Linked DNA regions of Oryctolagus cuniculus: region 1 is linked to region 2. Evidence: chromatin contacts called from public Hi-C data. All regions are on one chromosome and are shown on one strand. Each heading gives the region's core, a stretch centred on a gene start, on an enhancer-like site or on the middle of the called end of the contact. The rest is flanking DNA. Distances are from core to core; before and after follow the strand shown.

Region 1 (5,885 bases), core at 2,094-4,593, 270 kb after region 2:
TCAAGGTCTCAGCTTGTGAACATTCTGCTCCAGGAAGAGAATGAACACCAAGCAAAGCATTTTCAGGTTGCTTATTTCAATCCTATTTCTCATATCTTATGAACTGGAGTAAAAGGTAAAATTATTCCTCTTTGTCCCCCACATGGTTAACAAATTTACTGCATGTGCCATGGAATATTCTCTCATTCTCTAACCCATCCCATGAAGGGCCCTTGTACTTCCCATGTGAAGAACAAGGTGTTGATAGATTACTACTAAAGTGTCATGATGTTGTCCAGAAAGTTAAATGTATTAGGTAGCTGCACTGTGACTAACTCTGAGAAGTATCCTATATTTTCCAGCTTACAAACTAGTAGCTGCTAAAGATAGAACTGTCAAAGTGAAAATTGTGAAATGCATGCAGGTGAGGGTTTTTCAAAAGCTTTGTGGAAAATGCATATAGCAACAACCATCCTTGGCCTCAAAAATGTCTTGCACCAAAATAAACTTATCAGTTAATTTCATTTTCCCAAGAACCTTTTTGAAGTGCCCTTATTTTAATAGTTAAAATATGTTGACAAAAAGCAAAAAAAATTCCATGAACTTTTCATCAGCTGATTAGGAAACATCTTATGAAAATAAGGAAAATATTGACTGTTAAAAAAGAACTAGAATAAATTAAATAGAGAAAGTAAGAAAATTGTTTATTCTAGCAGGGCTCCTGCAAACCAGATACTGGGAGCAGGCTGGCAGCCTCTTCCAGATACAGGAGCTGTATGACCATTGGCCATAAGGGGCTCCTTCCAAAGACCTGTCTCAGAGTCTGTGTGAATCAGCCCCCTTTCTTATGCCTGTATTCAGCCTAGGTCAGGTAATAGGAGTTTCTGTCCTAAAAGGAGTTGGATCTGAGCATGCATGGAAACCTTTGCTTTATTAAGTGAATGAGAGCTGTATGTGTGCTGGAGTGGCCTTGTCTGCTGGGCTTCCCTGGGCCAGCACTGGGAACCCCCAGGCTGGGTTGTGTCCTACAGTTGAGGGACAGATTCCAGGGGTCCTTTAGCTGTCATTGTCCTTACAGCCAGGGTTTTTCTCCTGTAGCATCCTACAGATGGGGGCATGCACATCAGAGTAAGTAGACAGTGGGATTAACACAGCTTGTGTTATTCTTAGGGGCACTGCTTTGTAAATCTGACTTTGTATTTTTCCAATATTAATGATTTACAGCATACAGATGTAATTTGACTTCATATGTTTATATGTATGCTTACATAGACACTTAGAAACACAAAAATATTTGTCAGTGCACTTGGAAATAAGCACCAGGTGGGGGCAGGGAAGGAGACTGGCTCCCAGTGCCTGCTTCCTCCTGAGTTCAAGGCTAAAGGAAAGCCCATCATAAACTTATTTCCTCACCTGAGAGACAGGGGCGTGCACATCAAAGCTGTTTCTTGCCCACACACCCAACTGGCCTCTTTACTTAAAGATACAGAAGCTGGCCCAGCAGATCTCACCTCCATTCTGGGATATTTGGACACTCTGTTCTGTCCCTTAGTGTCATTCATAAACAGCAGAACATGCTTCATGCTACCCTGTGCCCCACTGCAGGTCACACCAGCCATTTGTACATGAAAATGATTGAAGTAACCATTCTCCTTCATAACATCTGAGTTCAGAGGACACATCTCCTACATGCACAGAACTGCAGGATCCTCAAGGCTTCCACTCTGGGAAACTTCACTTTCTCTCCACTAACGTCCATGCTGATCATTGTTCTATGGAGAATTTCTTCATTTTTCTGCATTCTGATGCCCACTAAAGTGTTGCCCCTGATTTACAGACCTTTTGTCACATTCCCATAACTGTTCACTTCTGAAAAATTCAGTGTGTCAGATTCAGGTGACACCTACAACTTCTTAGCAATTTCTACATTTCTTGATGGAGGCAGGAACACTAATAACACAATTTGGGAATTGAAATGATAATTATATTAATTTATTTATAATTACTAATACTTTTATTCTTTATTTAGTGCAACAATTAAGTCAGTCTTGTTTACCAGACTCTGCTCCTGGGACTGTTTCAAGTTTCAATGTTTAAAAATTCAGAGGGGTTCAAGAGTAAAGAACTCACATTGTGTTTGGCAGGCATTTGACCTAGCAGTTAAATGGCCACTGAAGACGAACATATCCAAAATCGCATTACCTGGGTTTGATACCCAGCCCTGACCAGAACTCAGTTACCTGCTAAGGAAGACACTAGGAGATGGTGTTGATGGCACAAGTAATTGAGTTCCCGGCTCTGGCTTTGACCTTGATCCAGACTCAAGATAAATGTTTGGGGAGTGAATCACAGTATGGTGAGCTCTGTGTCACACAAGTAAATAAATGAACGGATGAATTTTAAAAGCATCAGAGAACTAACCATTGTGAATACACCTAAAATGTAGGGGATTCTGTATTTCTCGTGTGGGCACAGCAGAGCCTGGGCACTCTGGAGTCATGGCTCATGAGAACATAGGGGCTCACAGCAGGGAAACTCCCAGCAACTAGTGCAGAGGTGTTCACCAGCCACACACTGGGATTATTTAAAACAGTCAAGCAGCTGTGGAAGATGGAGGAGAGAGTGCTCAAAGACACAAAGGTGCTCACCAGGACGAGGATGCTGTGTGTGGCTCTGGACTCTGGGGAGGACCTGGATGTGATGTTGGTCCTATGGATGTATTGTACCTGCTGCTTGTGCCTGTACAGGGTGAAAATCATGAAACTGCTGGCCCACAGCATGAAGCCCACAAAGAGAATATTTCGGAAAAATATCAGAGCTACATACAGGGACTCTGTGAATTTGCCAGGATTCACAGAATGACAGTAGCCATAATCTGTTTTCTTTGTAGTATTATTGTCATTACTTTTCCCAGTCACATAGACAGGCACCATAGCATTTAGTATCAGATTCAGCATCCAGCAGAGGATATTGCAGGACCCAATGTACTTGGGAGCTTTTGCTTTAAGCTCTGCCCATCTGGGGTTCCTGGGACTGATGGTGATGGCCTGGGAGATACTCAACATGCAGGTGGTGCCAGTGGACACATCCGTGCTCACTCTATGCACATAGAACACAAGCTTGCACCCCGTATCACTGAGGAAATGCTTCATCCCCAAAGTTGCCATGGTTTGGGGGACTCCTTTTGAGAGAATGACTAAGCAGTTGGCTACAGTCAGGTGTTTGATGATCAAATCTGTGGGCCTAAACTTGCATCCTGTGAAGTAGAGGTAGAGATAATGGGAAAGAAGAGAGAAATTCCCCAGGGTTCCAGAGACAGTTTGAAATAAGAAGATCATCCCTGTTATCAAATCTCTGGTGATCATGCCATCTCCTCCCAGTGTCTGTTTATTGTTTCTGGGCCGGAGATTCCTGTATGGGAACATGATACGCAAACCATGTGCATTAATGTCAGTTGAAATTCAGCATTCTATACTCTTATTCTCTACTTACACCAGTTCACCCTTAGAAATGACTGCTTAACATTTTTCTTTATTGAAGATGTTTCCAAATACTTGGATATATAATCTTTAAGGGTACTTACACAACACTAACTACAGACATGAAGAGACACATGTATTAATTCCAGTATTTTTAATGACTCCTTGAGAAGGCAGCAGGATTCATTTCATTGGAAATAAAATGATCATGCAAGCAGCTTCTGGTTAGTTATTTGTCTAAATTTAAACTTTTTTGTGTGCAGTGAAATATTGAACCTGGCTGGGCTTGTTCTAAAGTACTGAAATTAAACATCATATTATTCTAACAGAGCTACTTAGCTCTGTTCTTCAAATGACACATAAGTATACCTAACTAATTTCATGTATTATCAATCTATCTTAGACTGCTGGTAATTGGTTTCCATAGTTTGTATGTATTACTTTACCTTGATACATAAAGATTTATTCCATAAGATAACATCAATAATGGTTATACATTTAGGTATCTTACCCAGATACATATAACCTGATTATAGTATCATTTTCTCAACCCTTTCTCTTTGAAAACTGTACTTAAACTAGACCAAGTTGTCTGTACTGGGGAAGACAATAGAAACGTCAGTTGGCTTTTGTACCAAGAAAAATGGCATGAAGTACTGAAAATTGGCTGTGGTCTGTACAAAGTGACATTAATACCAGTCTGGTGAAGTCAAGTATGGTAGAAATGAAATATTTCCATGTTCATGTAATATAATTATGTCTTTACTAATAGTTAAGTAAAAGCATTTTCCCATAAGTCAAGATTTTTGAAAAGTATTGATTGCAAGCCTTGCATAGCAGGTGGAATCTCTGTTGTCAGATCTTATCTATTTTATCACATGACAATGTGGAGCTTGCAGTTAAGATGAAAATATTTTCAGTCCAGAACGAAAGTGAAAAAATACATCTGAAACTCATTACTACAGGATAACACTGCTTTCTTCTTAAATAGGCTTCCCGTACTTAAACAAGGAACATAATCTTACTGTAATCATGGAGATTTTCAATGGGAAATAATCATTTTCTCCATTGAGAAATTAATACAATAGGGTTGGAGAAAACCTTGCTATTCCAGAAGTTGACACTGGCAGCCACTCTTGCATCCCAGGATTATAAGATTCTGAGGTTTGTCTCTGTCTACATTATAAGCATGTGGGGTTCCACAGCAGCCTCTCTGCTAATTCTGAAACTAGATTCATGAGTCCTGTGCAGAAAATTGAACAGAAACTTATTTTGGACCTACAGTCCTTAAATACATTAAACACCAGATGGCATGATTATTTTCATTAAGCTATAAGAATCAGTATCATTATGCATGACACCAAAGTACATCAAGAGCCACAAGGGATTTGAGTAGGGTGGAGGACCCCTATGTTCCTGTGCTAGCTCAGCACACATCTCAGAATCCTTCCTCCTCCCTGTATGCTGGGACACAGGACCAGGAGCAAACATGGGAGAATCCCCTTTTCCCGCTTGATCACTCACCCAGACTTCTGATATGCCTCTCACTTGAAAACTCTCTCCTTTGTACTGATGTAGAAAACCCCCAATTTCTCTCAGCTGCCAAGGCAAACCTCAGCACAAAGATCACCCCAGTCAGCACTGGGTGGGCTGGAGGCAGCTGGAGCACTATAAGTGGTGTGGCCTGTGACCTCACCTCCCTGCAGAGTTGCAGTCGTCTTTGCACCTGCAGCTGCAGTGTATGTCAAGTTGGAGTACTGAGAATTTTGTGAACTCTTTTCCTCTTGCTAATTATGAAAACCAATTACAGCCTATAATTACTATCTAAAAAGAGGCTGTTAAAGTCTTTGAAAGTTACTCTGTCCTTCTCAGATCCCCAGAGCTGATAGGGTCTGACCTGGAGGGAGCAGGAGATCCTGAGTCTGGTATGGGAGGGAGGCAGTGAAGCTCCTGTGTCTCCATGGATTCACAGAAGGTTCTTTCTACCCCAGAGCAACTTCTTTGCTAAACTTCAGACCACTAAGCCCAGTATCATGTATATAATGAGCAGAACAATGGGGAGAATGCTCCTGAGAAAGGTTTTCAGAAACACAGGTGCAACAGTGAACATGATGATCATGGTTTACCTGAGAAACCACTGGATTTGTCTGACACAGGGAGTATGGGGGTTTTACAGCCAAACATCCTTTATCTGTGTACACCTTTCATTCTCATCTCCAGTAGATGTCAGAAGCTAGAGTATAATATCCATAGATAGTCACAAGTTTATGAGCTTTCAGGCATATTTTATATTTTCCCTGACTATCAGATAAGCCATGTTACCTCCTCTTGAATGGTTTGTAGTTAATGAGGAAATGTAAAATGTAGTTTAAAATGTATCCTTTTGTTTTCATAATAAAATATCCACTGCTTTTCCCAAATCCACTG
Region 2 (5,507 bases), core at 2,896-5,395:
TTTAATTGTACCCTGTCATTCACAATAAAGTAAATTATCTCATTATCTCAAAACTAATTAAAAGCTTAAATCTAAGGCCTGAAAAAATAAAATTCCTAGGCGGGAAAAATCTACTTGACACTGACCTTGGCAATGAATATTTAGATAAGACACAAAAGATCCAGGAAACAGTGTAAAAATAGAGATACAACCAAACTAAATAGTTTCTGCACAAGAAAGAAAATAATCCATAAAATATAAAGGTAACTTTGGAACTAAGGGAATTTTTGTAAACTACATATCTAATTATTTATTAATATCTAAAAACATACAATGAATGCCTATAAATCAATGTCAAAATCCAAGTATCTATTCAAAACGTCGAAGAACCTTAATGAGCATTTTTCCAAACCAGAATTTCCAGTGACCAACAGGTTTATGAATAGATGCTCAACCTCACTAATTCCTACCGCTATGCAGATAAACACCACAACTGAAGCATCACCTCACACTTTGTTAGACGACTGTTAAATAAAGAGCAGGGAGGGGGAAGAAAGCAAAGAAAGAAAAAGAGTATACAGGTATTGGGGAGAATGGGAAGAAAAGTGAATTCCTGGGCACCATTAGTGGGAAAGTAAACTGGAAGCAGTCATTATTGAAAATAGCAGGGCAGTTCCTCAAAAAATAAAACATTAAACTATCATATGACTGGGGAAACCTGCTTAAGGGTATGTATCCAAGGCAAATGAATTCAGAATCTTGCAGAGATGATCTGCACTCAAGTTCATTACTGCATGTTCACAATACCCAAGACATGGATACAACCTATAAACACTGTAAGATGAATTTATAAAAAGATCATGATATATAGCATTGTGGAATAGCAACGCAGATATTATTAATTTGGTGAATTATTTCAATGAAAAGTAGATTTTTTTAACTTTTATTTAATGAATATAAATTTCCAAAGTACAACTTATGGATTACAATGGCTTCCCCCCATACCATCCCTCCCACCCACAACCCTGAAAAGTAGATTTTTAATAAAGCTGTCAATATATCCATATTACCACCTTTCCATTCTGTAAGAATTGGTAAGGGAAAAGCAAAAAAGTATTTTAGAACTTAAAATTTGCAATGCTATGTGTAATTCTCTTAAAAACCACATATTCTATTTCATGAATATTACAAGAAAGGGATTTGTATCCTGTCAGATTCGGGTACAGAACAGGTCAAGACATACAAATGCCAGGTAGGGAATCCTGGCTCCACTGTCTACCAGTGAGTACAGGGACCCAACAAACAGTCTAAGTGATGTCTGTCATTACAAGCCCTAGTTTGGAAATTTGGGAATGATAAAGTGGACTTGGGAAAAATAGTGGATTTGTTAAAAGAAACAGCCAACAAAGAACTTTCAACTCACATTTTGTATTTCTAATCAATAAGAAAATCAATGAAGGGCACTAAAATTAATCAGAAAAGAGAAATAGGAAAAAAGCAATGTTAAATATTCAATTCTGTTGAATTGAGTACATAACAATTGAAGGACTTGGAGCTCTGCCTATTTCATCATGGTTTCAAGGATGAGGACCAGAAACTTCTGTGTGTCTACAGATACTATTCATTAGCTTCCTGTAGCTACTGGAGATGACAAATAAGAGAGAACACTGGTAAAGAAGGATCTTAAGACTTTCATATCCTTTTAAAATCCAAATAAGTTGTCATTGAACGTCGGACAAGTGCAGTGACTTTTCATGTAAACTATGGGCATCATGTTCTCCATTGCACCTGGGTCTCTGAAAACCTTTCTCAGGAGCATTCTCCCCACTGCTCTGCTCATCACATCAATGAGGCTGAGCTTAGTGGTCTGAAGTTTGGGAAAGAAATCACTCTGGGGCAGAAGAAATCATCTATGAATCCAGGGAGATGCAAAATTTTCACTGCCAGCACTCCCATGTCAGACTCAGGATCTGCTCCCTTAGGGTCAGACTCTCTGCCTCATGGGTCAAGAGAAAGAAAGGGCCACCTCACAAGACTTTCACAGCCTCCTTGGAGATAATAACTATGAAGTTGTGATTGCTTTTGGTAATGAGCGAGAAGGGAAAAGTTTTCACAATCATGCTCAGTACCCCAATTTGCACTTTCAGTGCAGCTGCTGGTGAACAGATAATTGCAGCTCTGCAGGGAGGTGAGGTCACAGTCACACACTTTTTGTAGTGGCCCCGCTGCCTCTGTGCCACTCGGTTCTGCCTGTGGGGACCTTCAGGCAGGTGCTTATCCCAGCACTTAAAGAAGCTGGACAATTTCTATGTCAGCATGAAAGAGAGATGTTTCAAGCAAGGAGCCTTATCTGGAGTCTGGGTAAGTGAGCAAGAGGATCCTCCTATGTTTTCACCTGGTCCTGTGCCCCAGCCTCACAGGAAGGAAGAAGGATTCTGAGATGTGTGCTGAGCTGGCATATGGAGGTGGGTCATACACCCTACAGCACTCCCTGGAATTTGGTGTTGTGCAAAATACCTTGGCTCTTGGTGTTTAATGAAAATAATCATGAAATCTGTTTAGTCTATGCTATAGGAGTCACTTAGCAGAGAAGCACTGCAACTTGACGTGGAATAGGAAAGTCCTACAAAAATTCAGAACCTTGACTTATAAAGGGAATCCCAGTGGCTATTCCTGGAATAGAAAGGTTTTCTCTACTCTGCTGTATTAAATACTGAAGAGAGATACTAATTGATGCCTACTGAAAACACCCATCATTACTTAATTATGGTAAGATTCGAAGGCAGAGTTACAGAGAGGTAGAGGCAGAGAGCAAGTACGTGAGAGAGAGAGAGTTGTTCCAACCACTTGTTCATATCCCAAATGCCACAATGGCCAGAGCTGGGTCGATCTGCAGACAAGAATCAGGAGCTTCTTTCAGATTTTCCTCATTGTTGTAGGGGCCCAAACACTTGAGCCATCTTCCACTGCTTTCCCAGGCCATAGCAGAGAGCTGGATTGGAAGAGAAGCAGCTGAGAATAGAACCATCACCCATATGTGATGCTGGCATTGTGGGCTGCAGCTGTACCCCCTATGCCATAGTGTGGGTCCCTCCTTGTTTAGTAATGGGAGCCTGTTTAAGGAAAGGCAGTGTTATCCTGGCATGATTGGTTGCATATGGCTGCTTTCAGCTGAAAATGTTTCTCCTGAATTTCTCTGGAGTGAAAATATTTCATCTCAACTGGAAGCTCCACAATACCAAATGATAAAATGCACACGATCTGACCTTAGGGATCTGTGTGATAGATGCTTTATACTTCTACACCTTTCATAGTCCTCTCCTTTATGGAAAAAGCTTTCATGTAAGTATTAGTAAAGATATAAATAAACAAACGTAGTAATATTCAGTTTCTACAATACACAATTTCACCGTGTATTAAGTCCTGTAGTGTAGGGAACAATATATATTCAGTACTCATATGTTACTTTTTTCCTGGTATAAAATAGTGTTTCTATTGACTTCTACACTTAAATTTGAAATACACACAATTTTCCAAATAGGAAGGCACTAGAAATTATACTACAAAAAGGTTATCTGCATGTTAATAGAGCAACTAATGTTAGGCATTACTGATGTTGTATTATGTAGTAAATTTTTATTCAAGAAGGTAAACTGGTGCAAACAAAATGGGAAAACAAGTTACCAGTAGTCTAAGAGAAATTGGTAAGTCACAAAAAAAAGTGAGTACAAATATGTGTTATTTGGAGAACACAGCTAAGTAGCTATGTTAGAATAACACCGTGGTTAATGTAGCTCTTTTTGTACAAGCCCAGTTGGCTCAACATCCCATTAGCACATAAAATACAGAGTATACATCTAGATGAATCACTAGTCCATATCATCCTGCATAATAATTTTATAACCAATTTAATGAATCTGGCTGCCTTCTCATTGAGAAATGATGAATACTGGAATCACTACTTGTGTCTCTAAACCAATAATTAGTTAAGTAGCTCTAAAGATGACCCATTCACCTCAAATATTAGGTGTGAACTGATGTGAGTGGAAATAATGTAAATAAGGAAGCTGAATTTTAGTTCATATTAACACAAGGAGCTCATGCCTCATTTCCCATACAGGAATCTCAGGCTCAGCGACAATAATCAGACATGGGGAGCCGATGGGATGGCCACCGGAGATTTGATAATGGGGATGATCTTCTTATCACGAACTATTACAGGAATCCTGGGGAATCTCTCTCTTCTTTCCCATTATCTCTATCTCTACTTCACAGGATGCAAGTTCAGGCCCACAGATTTGATCATCAAACACCTGACTGTAGTCAACTGCTTAGTCATTCTCATCAAAGGAGTTCCCCAAACCATGGCAGCTTTGGGGATGAAGGATTTCCTCAGTGATGCTGGGTGTAAGCTTGTGTTCTATGTGTACAGAGTGAGCAGGGATGTGACCACCTGCAACACCTGCCTCCTGAGTGTCTTCCAGGCCATCATCATCAGTCCTGAGAACCCCAGGTGGGCAGAATTTAAAGCAAAAGCTCCCAAATGCATTGGCCCTTTTATTATACTTTTCTGGATACTGAACTTCATACTAAATATCATGGTACCTCTGTATGTAACTGAGAGAAAAACTGGCAAAAATATCACAGAGAAAGTTGATCGTGTGTACTGTGCTTCTTTGCATTCTGGAAAATTCATGGAGTCCCTGTATGCAGCTGTAGTATTTTTACAAAATGTTCTTTTTGTGGGCTTCATGCTGTGGTCCAGTGGCTACATGGTTTTCATCCTGTACAGGCACAAGCAGCAGGTCCAATACATCCATAGAACCAATGTCTCCTCCAGGTCCTCCCCAGAGTCCAGAGCAACTCACAGCATCATTGTCCTGGTGAGCTTCTTTGTGTTATTTTGCATTTTTTCCTCCATCCTTCACATTTGCTTGAGTGTTTTAAACAATCACAGTCTGTGGCTGGTGAACCTCTCTGCTCTAATCACTGGTAGTTACTCAACTGTGTGTCCCTACATTCTCATGAGCCATGATTCAAGAGTGCCCAGGCTCTGCTGTGCCTGCACCAGGAATAGAGAATGACCTACTTAGCAAGAAGATGTTATTGTATGAATATTCAGAATGGATAGTTCTTCAATGGTTATTAAAATCTATTTATTCATGCATAGACTTGAGAAGCAGAGATGGAGCTAATCCAGTGTGATTCTCTCTCCAAATCTTTATTTTGGCTCTGGATCTGGGCAAATACTGGGATCCAGGAAATCAATTACTTAAGCCTCCAAGTGTTTGGATTATAGGATGTTAAATCAGGATCAGAACTTGGTATCAAACCCAGGGACCATGATTTGGATGTGATCATCCTGCCTGGCATCTTAACTGTTGGACCAAATGCCTGCCCCACAGTGTGAGTTTTTATTCCTCAGTGACCCTGAGATTTTAACTATGTTTCTGGAAGCAGTCCCTATATCAGAGTTTGGTCAAGAAGACTGCCTGAATTTCTGCTCTAAAATAAGGAATAAACTGATA

Evidence for each region. A called contact is a pair of places that touch in the nucleus more often than the background predicts.
Region 1: a contact with region 2 is called in a Hi-C map of an unstated tissue, with 5 times the contacts expected there. The contact joins the promoter of ORYCUNV1R1619 here to the promoter of ORYCUNV1R1594 in region 2. A contact is called at or near these places in 3 of 6 Hi-C or Micro-C datasets (ear pinna, skin fibroblasts and an unstated tissue).

The regions. Positions count from the first base shown.
Region 1 is chr18:5,849,054-5,854,938 of mOryCun1.1, forward strand. It overlaps ORYCUNV1R1619 (vomeronasal 1 receptor oryCunV1R1619), which reads right to left and starts at 3,344. Exons shown (of 1, transcript NM_001167306.1): 1 at 2,415-3,344. The coding sequence starts at 3,344. The coding sequence ends at 2,415.
Region 2 is chr18:5,582,471-5,587,977 of mOryCun1.1, forward strand. ORYCUNV1R1594 (vomeronasal 1 receptor oryCunV1R1594) reads left to right here and starts at 4,146. Exons shown (of 1, transcript NM_001167281.1): 1 at 4,146-5,063. The coding sequence starts at 4,146. The coding sequence ends at 5,063.